2 separate regions of the Oryctolagus cuniculus genome follow, and region 2 is linked to region 1. The links are chromatin contacts, called in public Micro-C maps. All regions are on one chromosome and are shown on one strand. The core of a region is the stretch at or near the end of the contact, and the rest is flanking DNA. Distances in the headings are between cores, read along the strand shown. Region 1 holds the start of SZRD1 (SUZ RNA binding domain containing 1). Region 2 holds the start of CPLANE2 (ciliogenesis and planar polarity effector complex subunit 2).

Region 1 (5,546 bases), core at 2,050-4,549:
TGTTCACAGCTGGATTTTACCCCTTTCATAGATGCACCATGACTTCTTATAAACAAATCTTGTAGTGATGAACCTTTACTTGTGTCCAGTTTTTTTGTGATTAGAAACAAAGTGGCAATAGATATTCTCGGGGTCAAAAGTCACCTACATTTTAAATATTGGTAAGCTGCCATTTATTTCTTAACTGTTTTAAAAACCTCAGCTTGTGCAATAAATAGAAATTTTTTTCACTAGGGGCTTTGCTGTTGCATTCCCATCACATATCAGACAGCTTTATGTTGTATACCAACCATATTGAGTACTTCTTTCAAAAAAATTTGGGGGGGCCAGCTCTGTGGTGCAGCGGGTTAACGCCCTGGCCTGAAGTGCTGGCATCCCATATGGGCGCCACTTCGAGACCTGGCTGCTCCACTTCCAATCCAGCTCTCTGCTATGGCCTGGGAAAGCAGTAGAAAATGGCCCAAGTCCTTGGGCCCCTGTACCCGCGTGGGAGACCCAGAAGAAGCTCCTGGCTCCTGGCTTCAGATCAGCACAGCTCCAGCCACTGTGGCCAATTGGGGAGTGAACCATTAAATGGAAGACCTCTCTCTCTCTCTGCCTCTCCTCTCTCTGTGTAACTCTGACTTTCAAATAAAATAAATAAATCTTAGAAAAAAAGATTTGCTTTATTTATTTGAAATGCACAGTGACCGAGATAGAGGGAGAGACAAAGATGTTCCATCAGCTGGTTCATTCCCTGAATGGCAGCAACAGCCAGCTCTGGGCCAGGATGAAGGCAGGAGCCAGGAACTCCACTTTGGTTTCCATGGGCGTGGCAGGGGCCCAAGTACCGGAGCCATCATCCACCGCTTCCCAAGCCCATAAGCAGGGAACAGGGTCAGAACCAAGCAGCCTGGGCTAGAACTGGTGTTCTAGTACAGGATGCCCAAGGTGCCACAGGATGCTGACAGCGAACCAGGCTGTGCCATGATGCAGGCCCCTCCCCTGTGAGCTCCTAACACATGAACCAAATGAGTACAGGGCCTGTACCACAGCTCACAGGACGCAGAGGCTCCTGCTTTACGGTCCTTGCCAACACCTGTGGATGGCTCTTCCCTTGGAGAGAGAAACTGCCACTACATCCTAAATTTTGGTGCTCACTCGTCCTATCCCGCACTTTATAGAAGGGGAAACAGAGAGGAACTGGCTCCGTGACAGATGCTGTCTCATTAATCAGGGCTGGTCTCCTGATTGCCCACTTGGTGAAAGAAAAGTTATTCCCTCTGAAGCAGCCTCAAATGCCTTCCAAGATCGCTGATGTTCTGGTCTTTGAAAATTCTGTCCAAGAAACGCTCAACTAACAACGCCTTTGTTGAGGCTCCTTCAAAATTGAAAGAAACGATCTCCCTCTGCTGGTAGCAGGTGTAACTACACAGCCTGAACTACCAGGCGTCTTATATTTGGAAAAAAACGACTCAGACCTCAGAAATAAGGTTTAGGTTGATATCCAACAATTTCACCCAGCAAGACTCAGTCAGAATAATTCACTTCAATGAATGGGTTCATAGGAGAATAAATGCATAGAGTCTCAGAGAGCGACTAAAACAAAATCTTTTCTCCTTGAAGATGGTGAAGCAGTTAACAGAATTAGTAGTTAACAGAATTGAGCTGCTCATGGGATGTCCACGTGGAGATGCCAGTGAAAGCCTAGCCATGTGAACTGGACACGCCAGGCTGGTCCAGGGCTGGGAATCAACTCTGGGGATCTTCAGCATACAGGGAGTGGTTTCCTCCACAAACATCTAGGTAAGAAAAGTGGACAAACACTGTATTTCAGAAACAGGAAGTCAAGAGAGCAGAAGACTAGCCAACTTGCCACTTTAACTTCTAAATAAAGACCAGTCACATTGGACACATGCTTGGAATTCATAATAATCATTAGCCATACAAATTGCAAATTGTCACAGCAGGAAGTGGTCACTTCAGAAAGATTAACGGTATGCTAGAAACATGAGCAAGACACACTCCATGTTGGATAAACTGATTATCGCATCTAACATGTAACACTAGTGAATGATGTGTTTTTTATACCGAGAGGACTACAGGACCGTGTCAGTGTGAGTGTTTGCTTTTTCCCCCTTTTGCTTTGGTGTTTTGGGAAAGAAAGAATGACTAGAGAGGTGAAATATGTTTATAAATAGTCCTCGTGCAGGCAAGAAAACCCCCATGATGATAACAGCTAACCCTTTAGAACTTTTACCAGGGGTCAGACGGATTCTAGGCTATTCGGCAGAGTAATTCATTTAATCCTTACAGTGTACCTTTGAAATAGCTACAAATACCATCTCTGTCTTTAACTCTTAGGGCAACTGAGATACAGAAATCTTTAGAAACTTGCGTAAGATGAGGCAACTTGTTGAAATTGGAAGCACCTGAAGTTGACCTTTGACAGTCTTTAACTTTAATGGTTTTACAGAGATTGTCCATCCGCTGATTCACTCTCCAAAGGGCTCCAACAGCCGGGATGGGGCCAGGCCAAAGCCAGGAGCCAGGAGCTTATTCCGGGTCTCCCATTTGGGTGCAGGGGCCCAAGGACTTGGGCCGTCTTCCACTGCTTTCCCAGGCACATTAGCAGAGAGCTGGAAGTGGAGCAGCCGGGACTTGAACCAGCGTTTGTATGGGATGCCAGCACTACAAGTGGCAGCTTCACCTGCTACATCACAGCGCTACACCACATGCATAATTTCATAGAAACTGCTGAGATCCAGGAGAACTGTAGCAGCTGGGACTCCCATTGGTTGTCCCAGTTCAGGTGCAATAATGTCAACTAACGGTAGCAGTTTTACATTGCAGCGAGTGATACAAAGTAACGATAATAAATGATTCAACTATCGCTTTACAAGCAGGAAATCCTGCGACCATTTTCACCCCATCAGACAGAAATGGTGAGCGGTTTTATGCATCAACAGGTATTTTCCATCATTTGCTGAGGTATAAAAATGTTTTCAGAGTTCTGAAGAAACGACCATCTGCAGTTTGGGAAAACAACGACTCATTTTAAAAAACAAGAATTGTCAGTAATTGCCTGCCCGTAGCAAAGATGGTTCCAAAGAATTCACTTTCCGGACTACAGACGGCGCCTGGGACTCCCAACTCCGTAAAAGCGAGAACGCATTACCCTTAAGAAAGATGGCAGCTTCCGAGCTTCCCCGCCCTCTTCCAAGATGGCAGCCCCGGTACTCGTGGGCCAGTGCCCGGGGCCGCTTCCGGGTAAGGCAGGGGGCGGGGTCCATTGAGGAAAGCCTTGCGTGCCCGCGCCCGCGACGGCGGCGCGCTTCAGGGCGCAGGCGCGGGGAGGGGTGGGGGAGGAGGGAAAGCGGCGAGTAAGATGGAAGATGAGGAGGTCGCTGAGAGCTGGGAGGAGGCGGCAGACAGCGGGGTAAGGAGGAGCCGCCGCCCCGGGGCAGGGCCGGGCGGGACCTGGCGTGAGGGAAGCCTCCGGGGAGTGGGTCTGGGGATGATTCTCCCCCAGGAAGGGCCCCCTGCGCCGGGCCGGGGGTGGAGGAGAGGCCCCCGGTTCCTGAGCGCCGCGAAGGCCTCTTAAAGGGGCCGCGTTCCAATTCCTCCCTCACCTTTGCCCGGTGCGCCTGCCTCCGCCCCAGCCCCCAGCGTGCGCGTCACCCGGGGAGCCCCACCCGGCACCGGGGCCTGCTTTCGTGGCCCCCGCGCCCGCTCGCCCGCCCTGGGCCCCGGGGGCCCGTGCTTTCCCGTCGGGCCCCCCCGCGGCCGGGGCACCATTTTAAAGTTCATGTGCTCTGACGAGGAGGGGCTCCCATGTTGGGGTGGGCGGCCTGGCCAGACCTGGAGGCGGCCGGGGGCGCAGCCGGGGGCTGGGGGCGGGAAACCGGGTCCTCTCGGATCCGCGCCACACTGCTGAAATCCCCCGCCACGGTGGGCGAGTCTGGGCTTTTTCTCTTTCGCTTTTGCTCGGAGTCCGCGCACGGCGGATCCCCGGGGGCCCTGCGGGCAGCCCCTGTCCCGGGGACCCCCGGCCGGGGTGGGGGAGGGGTGCGAGGTGGGAAGGGGCCGCCTTCCCGGGAGGGGAGGGGGAAGGCGGCCGTTCGACCTATTTTGGAGTTCCTGTTCGCCTCCGGGAGCGGCAGGGAAGGTGGATGCAGTGCTGTTGGGCTGGTGTCGGGTCTGGTCCGAGGCTGACGCCGGGAGAGTGGGCGCGAGACCTCTGCGTGCGCTCGCGCTGGTGGCTGCGGTGCTGCCTCGGGGACGCCCACCGTGGAGGTCCGTGTGGGTGCCCGGGCGGCGGTGGGCGCCTGCCCGCCTGTCCGCCGGAATGTCGAAACTTGGCTTCAAGGTTTTTTCCGCTGGTTCAGCGTTTCTGTCACGGTCGTTTATGTTTTTCCACTTCGCGCAGGGGAGGACCGGCTCCTGGACTTGTGGCTTGGGGCGAAGTTAGAGCTTTCCGCGGGAGGGGCAGGTGTCGTGTGCGTCCAGACAGCGCCGGGGCCGCGGGGTGCTGGGCCCTGTGCCAGGGAGGCTAAGTCACCCCGACGCCCCGCGGGCCGCCCCTGCCGAAAAAGCGTGGCCCACGGTTTGTGACCCACATAGGTTTCTTGGGTATCTTCGCCCTTTCTTGGTTTTCCTTACTGGTTTCAGAGGAACAGGAGAGTCTCGTGCCAAAGAGAGAGAGAAATGAAAGGAACAGGACGGAGGCGCGACGCAGGCGCGGGTTCGCTTTCGTGTTAGAATGGGAAGGCTGCGCAGAGATCAGCCACGCCGGCGCCCGTGCAGCCAGATGCAGCCAGATGCAGCCGGGGTCTTTCTGGTGTTGGTCCAGTATGCCGCTGCCGTCCTAGGGACGTGCTGGGGCGGAGAACGGAGTGGCACTGCCTGATTCAGGTTCCCTTATGTGTCGTATTTAATTGAATCCTGGGAACAACTTGTTGAGGCACTGCCCTCCCTTTATAGATGGGAGCCGTCTTGCGGAGGGTCACACTGAGAGTCCGTGGGAAGCTGACTCCCTACCTGGAAACCTGGGGGCAGACTTCGGAATTGGGCATTAGCTTTCGTTGTTAATACACTTGCTTTGGGCTCATATTTGAAGCCTTAGATTTGATTTCCTTTCAAATTTCACAAAGAATCTTGCAGATATGCACACTTTTGGAGGAGGGGCCCAGAGGGGAAGGGAGGAAGTGACTCCACGTGTCAGCCAGTTTTATGGTCTCTCAAATGCGGGCAACTCAAGGGTCGCCCACTTCCACCTCCAAGCCAAATCTCGTGGAGAAAAGATTGGCTGATGGGGGTTGCTTGATTCAAAAAGTGATCCCTCCCCTCCAGCTCTCCCAGCAGGCTTCCGTTATGCCGGAATCTCGTCTGTGTCCCTGCATCTGAGGTCCTTGTTTCCTGTGTTTCGTCAGAATGCCCGGTGTTGAGTCATGTTATTCAGGAAAAAACTGACTTTGAAAGATACTTCAAATAATCTAAATAGGCTGGTTTTGGCATTAGCTAGTACAGTAAACAATCAACTATAAAATTATTCTTTTTCCTGTTTG
Region 2 (5,546 bases), core at 1,396-3,895, 130 kb before region 1:
ACTGCAGGCTGGGACGCAGGTGTCCTAACCCGGCACCACTTCTAGGCCAGACGCTCTCACGCCAGCTTTACGGAAGCCTGAGACACGAAGAGACCGGCCTCCGTTCCTGCAGTGGATCCGCTGGTAGTTCTTCGCTGTTCTCGACCTTTCTGGGCGGGGGTCAGGGGTCAGGGGTCATAATGACACACTCAGGTGGGTATGCTCAGCGGTTAAGGACCTTAGGCGCTGTGGCGCAGGAGGTTCATCCTCTGCCTGAAGCGCCAGCATCCCATGTGGGCGCCGGTTCCAGTCCCGGCTGCTCCTCTTCTGATCCAGCTCTCTGCTATGGCCTGGGAAAGCAGCAGAAGATGGCCCAAGCACTTGGCCCCTGCACCTGCGTGGGCCTGGAGGAAGCTCCTGGCTTTGGATTGGCTCAGCTCTGGCCATTGCGGTCATTTGGGGAGTAAACCAGTGGATGGAAGACCTTTGTCTCTGTCTCTTCCTCTCACTGTATGTAACTCTACCTCTCAAATAAATAAGTAAAATCTTAAAAAAAAAAAAAAAAAAAACCCTCATGGCATTTGCTGGTGAAAACACTGCAAAGTCACCACTTTCCGCCAGTCCAGCAACTTGACCCTGACTGTGGTCCAGGAAACAGTGGCTCTGTGTTACTCCCAGGACATCGGCTCCACCTACTCGCACACAGCCGCAGGGGCAGTGACAGGTGACCCTCGGTGGGCCCTGCTCGGGGCGGCGTCCACGTGTGCCTCCTTCCCTTCCTCGGGTGCTCTATGGGGCAAACACTGTGGACACCCACTTTACAGAGGACAGACCTGAGTTATTCATGGTCGCAGGGCTAGGCAGTGGTGGGGTCTGGGTGACCCTCCCTCCAGCCCAGCCCACAGGAAGTAAAGTTTCAGTGGCCACAGGCGAAAGTCATACTTTGAATTTGACCAACTTCTAAAAAAATTAATAAATAAGAGTTACCCTTACCCACAAACTTCGGTTCATTACCTATCACGTGTAGCAAAGGGCTTAAGCCCAGCGACCAAAGGCACAAGGATCACCACCTGAGGTTCCTAGGATCAGGACAGCCCATCAGCCGCTCAAGGTCTGGTTTGGAAACCCTGGAGCTTGGACACAAAGGCTCAGAGGACTCTGGTCCTTTGCCACTCAGTGCGGCCCCTGCACTGCAGCACTGGCATCTCCTGCTGTCCAGAGGCCCCTGGGGCAGACTCTGCCCTTGAACAGGACCCTGGAGGACAGGGTCTGCCCCCACACTAGCGCTACAGGCTGGGCCTTGGCCCACTCCAAGTAATACCCAGGTGTTTTTTTTTTTTTTTTTTTTTTTTTTTTACAGGCAGAGTTAGACAGTGAGAGAGAGAGAAAGGTCTTCCTTCCATTGGTTCACCCCCCAAATGGCCACTACGGTCGGAGCTGCGCCGATCCGAAGCCAGGAGCCAGGTGCTTCCTCCTGGTCTCCCATGTGGGTGGGTGCAGGGCCCAAGGTCTTGGGCCATCCTCCACTGCCTTCCCGGGCCACAGCAGAGAGCTGGACTGGAAGAGGAGCAGCGGGGACTAGAACCAGCGCCCATATGGGATGCCGGCGCTTCAGGCCAGGGCTTTAACCCCTATTTGAAGAGTGATGCATGAGATGGTTCTCGCTGGCACCACTAACACACGTGTTGGAATTCCTCGATAGAAGAGCACGGCCTTCCACGACGCCTTCCTTACGAAAGTGTCTCAGTTACCACCAATCAGCCGCGCAGAGCCCCGGATGTGTGCACGCAGCTCTGCGGGCTAAGGGCTGGCAGCTTCTAACGTGCGGGCCCAGACCTTGGGGCGCGCTGGCGCTGGCTCCGTCCTGGGGAGCTGCGTCTTCTCCCACAGACACAGACCAGGGGTCGGGGCGCGATCCGCGCGGGGAGCGCGAGGTGCCCCCGCGGTCAGCGTGTCCGCCGCGGCCGCCGCGCTGGGCGGGATTTGGGCTGTTCCCGTGCTCCTGGCCCCGACGGTGGAATCCGCTGAGGGATCAGGGTCCCGGGGGCCCACGGCTGAGCACGCGAGGGCGCAGGCTCCCCACGGAGGGACGCGCGGCCGCGGGCACTCACCGAACAGCCGCCGGCGGCTCCTGCGCAGGACGCAGGCCAGGAACTCCTTGCCCTCGGGGCTCTCGTGCCAGTCTGGGACAATGGCCGAGCCGGGCGCGGGCGGGCGAGCCATGCTGGGCACCCTGGCGGGGGTGGGTGGGAGGGGGCGGCAGGGTGCTGAGAGCGGGCAGGGGGGGAGAGGGGACCCGGGACCCCTCTTAGTCCCCTCCGCCTCTCCCAGCGCAGAGGGCGCAGTTCCGAGCGCCCCCTCCTCCGTGTCACCCCGCACCCCGCCCCGGGGAGTCATCCCTTTATTTCCCTGGGCAGGGGGAGCGGGAGCCGTTTTCGGGGGTCACACAGCCCTGCTCCTCTCCCTCCTGGGTTCCGACTCCGGGAGCCACCCCCCAGCTCTCACCGTCAGCCACACGCGCTGGCGAGAACGCCTCGGTGGCGACGGTCTCTTTAAAAGCCTTGCGCTGAGCTCCCTGCCCGGCCCGCCGGGTCCGCTTCCGCCAGGCCTGCGTCCGGCTTCGGCGCGCGCGCCGCCCGGCCAGGCGCCGGGGCTCAGGACGCATGTGCAGAGGCCGTTGCCATGGGGACGCCGGGGCGGGGCCCGCTAACGCCGGCCGCTGCGCGGCGGTTGGGCGCCCGAGCCCGCGGGCGGTGACGTCAGGTCGGGGCCTCCGCCCAGGGCCCTTCCTTGCCGCTCCGAAGCTGGGAACGCCAGCGCGGACCAGCGCCTGCCCGCCTGCGGCGGACCTCCCAGCTCCCAGCCTGCGGCCCCGCGCCACTGCTGGACGCCGGGCAGTGGGCCGGCGGCGCCAACGCCCGCTGGGTGCACCGGCTGCGGAGGGGCCGCTCGGCGAACGCTGTCCATCAGTTTGTCGTCGATTTCCTGCAGTGCCTTCGAGTCGCGCGTGTGCCTGCCTTGCTAAGCCTGACCTAGGAGTTCCCGTTCACTGAAGGGCTGTGCCAGCAGCGAGGGCTGTAGAGGTCGCCTCATTTATAAAGCAGCCTGGAGCAATGGCATTCTCCCTCAGTCACGTAGCAGTCCATGTCTGTTTCCCCATACTGGGTTTCAGGTTTTTAAAAACTTTGCCGGGACCGGCGCTGTGGCGCAGTGGGGAAAGCCGCCGTCTGAGTGTCGGCATCCCATATGGCGCCGGTTCGGGTCCCGGCTGCTCCACTTCTGATCCAGCTCTCTTCTGTGGCCTGGGAAAGCAGTGGAAGATGGATCAAATGCTTGGGTCCCTGCACCTGCGTGGGAGACCCGGCGGAAGCTCCTGGCTCCTGGCTTCAGATCGGCGCAGCTCCGGCCGTTGCAGCCATTTGGGGAGTGAACCAGCAGAGGGAAGACCTCTCTCTCTCTGCCTCTGCCTCTCTACAACTCTGCCTTTCAAATAAATAATTAAAAAAAAAAAAAAAAAAAAAAAACACAAAACTTTGCCCCAGGGCGAGTGCTGTGGCATAGTAGGTGAAGCCACTGCCTGCGATGCCAGTATCAATAAGGGTGCTGGTTCAAGTCCTGGCTGCTCCACTTCCAATTCAGCTCCCTGCTAATATGCCTGGGAAAGCAGTGGAGGATGGCCCAGGTGCTTGGGCCCCTGCACCCATGTGGGAGACCCAGAAGAAGCTCCTGGCTTCTGCCTGGCTCAGGCCCAGCCGCAGCCATTGTGGCCATCTGGGGAGTGAACCAGCAGATCTGTGTCTCTCCCTCTCAGTAACTCTGCCTTCCAAATAACTAAAATAGATCTTTTTTAAAAAGAAAACCAAAAACTTTGCCCCAGCCACCAGAAGGGCTGTTCCCAGTGAGGCTGGAATCAGCCAGGGGGCCAGCAACCCACAAATCATGGAGGCCCACCGGGGGGGTGGGAGGGGACAAGGATGCGAAGACAGGGTGCTGTCCCCCATCCTGCTTGCCCCACAGCGAGGCAGAGGCGCAAGGAGCCATTCCTCGCCCAGACGCCCGGCTCACCTGCACGGCTCTTATAGCCCATTCACTCAGAGGCAGGGTTATTCACAGACCTTCCACCCACTGGGTCACTCCCCAAATGGCCTCAACAGCCAGGGCTGGGTCAGGACAAAGTCAGGAGCCAGGACCTCCATCCTGGTCCCCGACGTGGGCGGCAGGGACCCAAGCACTTGAGCCATCACCTGCCGCCTCCCAGGGTGCGCATTCGCAGGAAGCTCGACCTGAAGCAGAAAAACCTGGACTCAAGCCAGGAATTTCAGCGTGGGACAGGGGCATCCCCAGCAGTGTGGCCCGCTGTGCCACAACTGCTGCTCCACAATTCCAACAGTGTCCTCAGGGTTGTTTCCTTTCCTCTCCCCCTCGGGGAGACGCACCCCTGCCCGGGACGCACAGGTGCGGAGGTCAGCCCTCCTTGGATGCCGCCTCTCAGTGCCTTGGCTCCACAGAGAACTCTCCCTTCTGCCATGGCCCTGGCTGCGCTGGTCTCTCCCCCCACCGCAGGTTCTGATGGGCTTCTTCCCCTGGCTACATCTGAGCAGATGACCTCTGGCCATCACACCGGCACAGGTCACTCGACAGTGCCATCGACCCCGGCCACAGGCTGCCTTGGGTGTGCTGCGCCTCCCACAACCCTCTGCCTGGAACATGGGAAGTCTGTCTTTCCTGATGCCACGAAGCCATCAACATCCTGCATCGCTGACTGGAAGGCGAGGCCTGGGTGGTGCCCACCAGGGACCCCCAAGAAAAGCCGCCCTCATCTGCCCCTACCAGTTTAGCAAGGTGTGGCTATGATCTGATGTCCTCACAAATCTGTGAGGACATGGTCTAGACCTATTGGGAGCGACACTGTAAATCTCTGTAGGCATGTGTTAGGTTTCTGTGAAAAGTCTGCTTAAATGTAAACTTCATATCACACTGTCAGTTTTTGTCTTAATAAAACTATAAATCCGTCGGTTGAAACTGAATCAGGGCTGGCACTGTGGCGTAGTGGATAAAGCCACTGCCTGCAGTGCTGGCATCCCATGTGGGTGCTGGTTTGAGTCCCGGCTGCTCCACTTCCAATCCAGCTCTCTGCTGTGGCCTGGGAAAGCAGTAGAAGATGGCCCAAGTGCTTGGGCCCCTGCACCCATGTGAGAGATCTGGAAGAAGCTCCTGGCTTCGGATGGGCGCAGCTCTGGCCGTTGCAGCCATTTGGGGAGTGAACCAGCAGATGGAAGCTCTCTCTCTCTCTGCCTCTCCTCTCTCTCTGTAACTCTTTCAAATAAATAAATCTTAAAAAAAAAAAAAGAAAAAAAGAAAAAAAAGAAACTGAATCTCCAGTGTGACAGTTTTAAGAGGTAGGGTCTTCGAGGCGATTGGGATTAGTGACCTTATAAAAAGGCTGGCGGGGACAGGTTTGCCTCTTCTGTCCCCTCCACACACACACACACACACACACACACACACACACACACACACACAGGGCCCCTGACGCAGCAGCACCAAGGTGCCACCTTGGAAACAGA

The links. Hi-C and Micro-C count contacts between places; a contact is called where the count stands out from the background.
Region 2: a Micro-C map of ear pinna shows a contact between it and region 1, with 10 times the contacts expected there. The contact joins the promoter of CPLANE2 here to the promoter of SZRD1 in region 1. A contact is called at or near these places in 4 of 6 Hi-C or Micro-C datasets (ear pinna, psoas muscle, skin fibroblasts and 1 more).

What each region holds. Positions count from the first base shown.
Region 1 is chr7:153,301,847-153,307,392 of mOryCun1.1, reverse strand. It overlaps SZRD1 (SUZ RNA binding domain containing 1), which reads left to right and starts at 3,299. Exons shown (of 4, transcript XM_051836577.2): 1 at 3,299-3,418. The coding sequence starts at 3,368. LOC138850723 (a long non-coding RNA gene) reads right to left here and starts at 3,418. Exons shown (of 2, transcript XR_011390874.1): 1 at 3,069-3,418; 2 at 1,469-1,781.
Region 2 is chr7:153,432,121-153,437,666 of mOryCun1.1, reverse strand. CPLANE2 (ciliogenesis and planar polarity effector complex subunit 2) reads right to left here and starts at 2,645. Exons shown (of 7, transcript XM_051836563.2): 1 at 2,485-2,645; 2 at 2,091-2,212. The coding sequence starts at 2,202.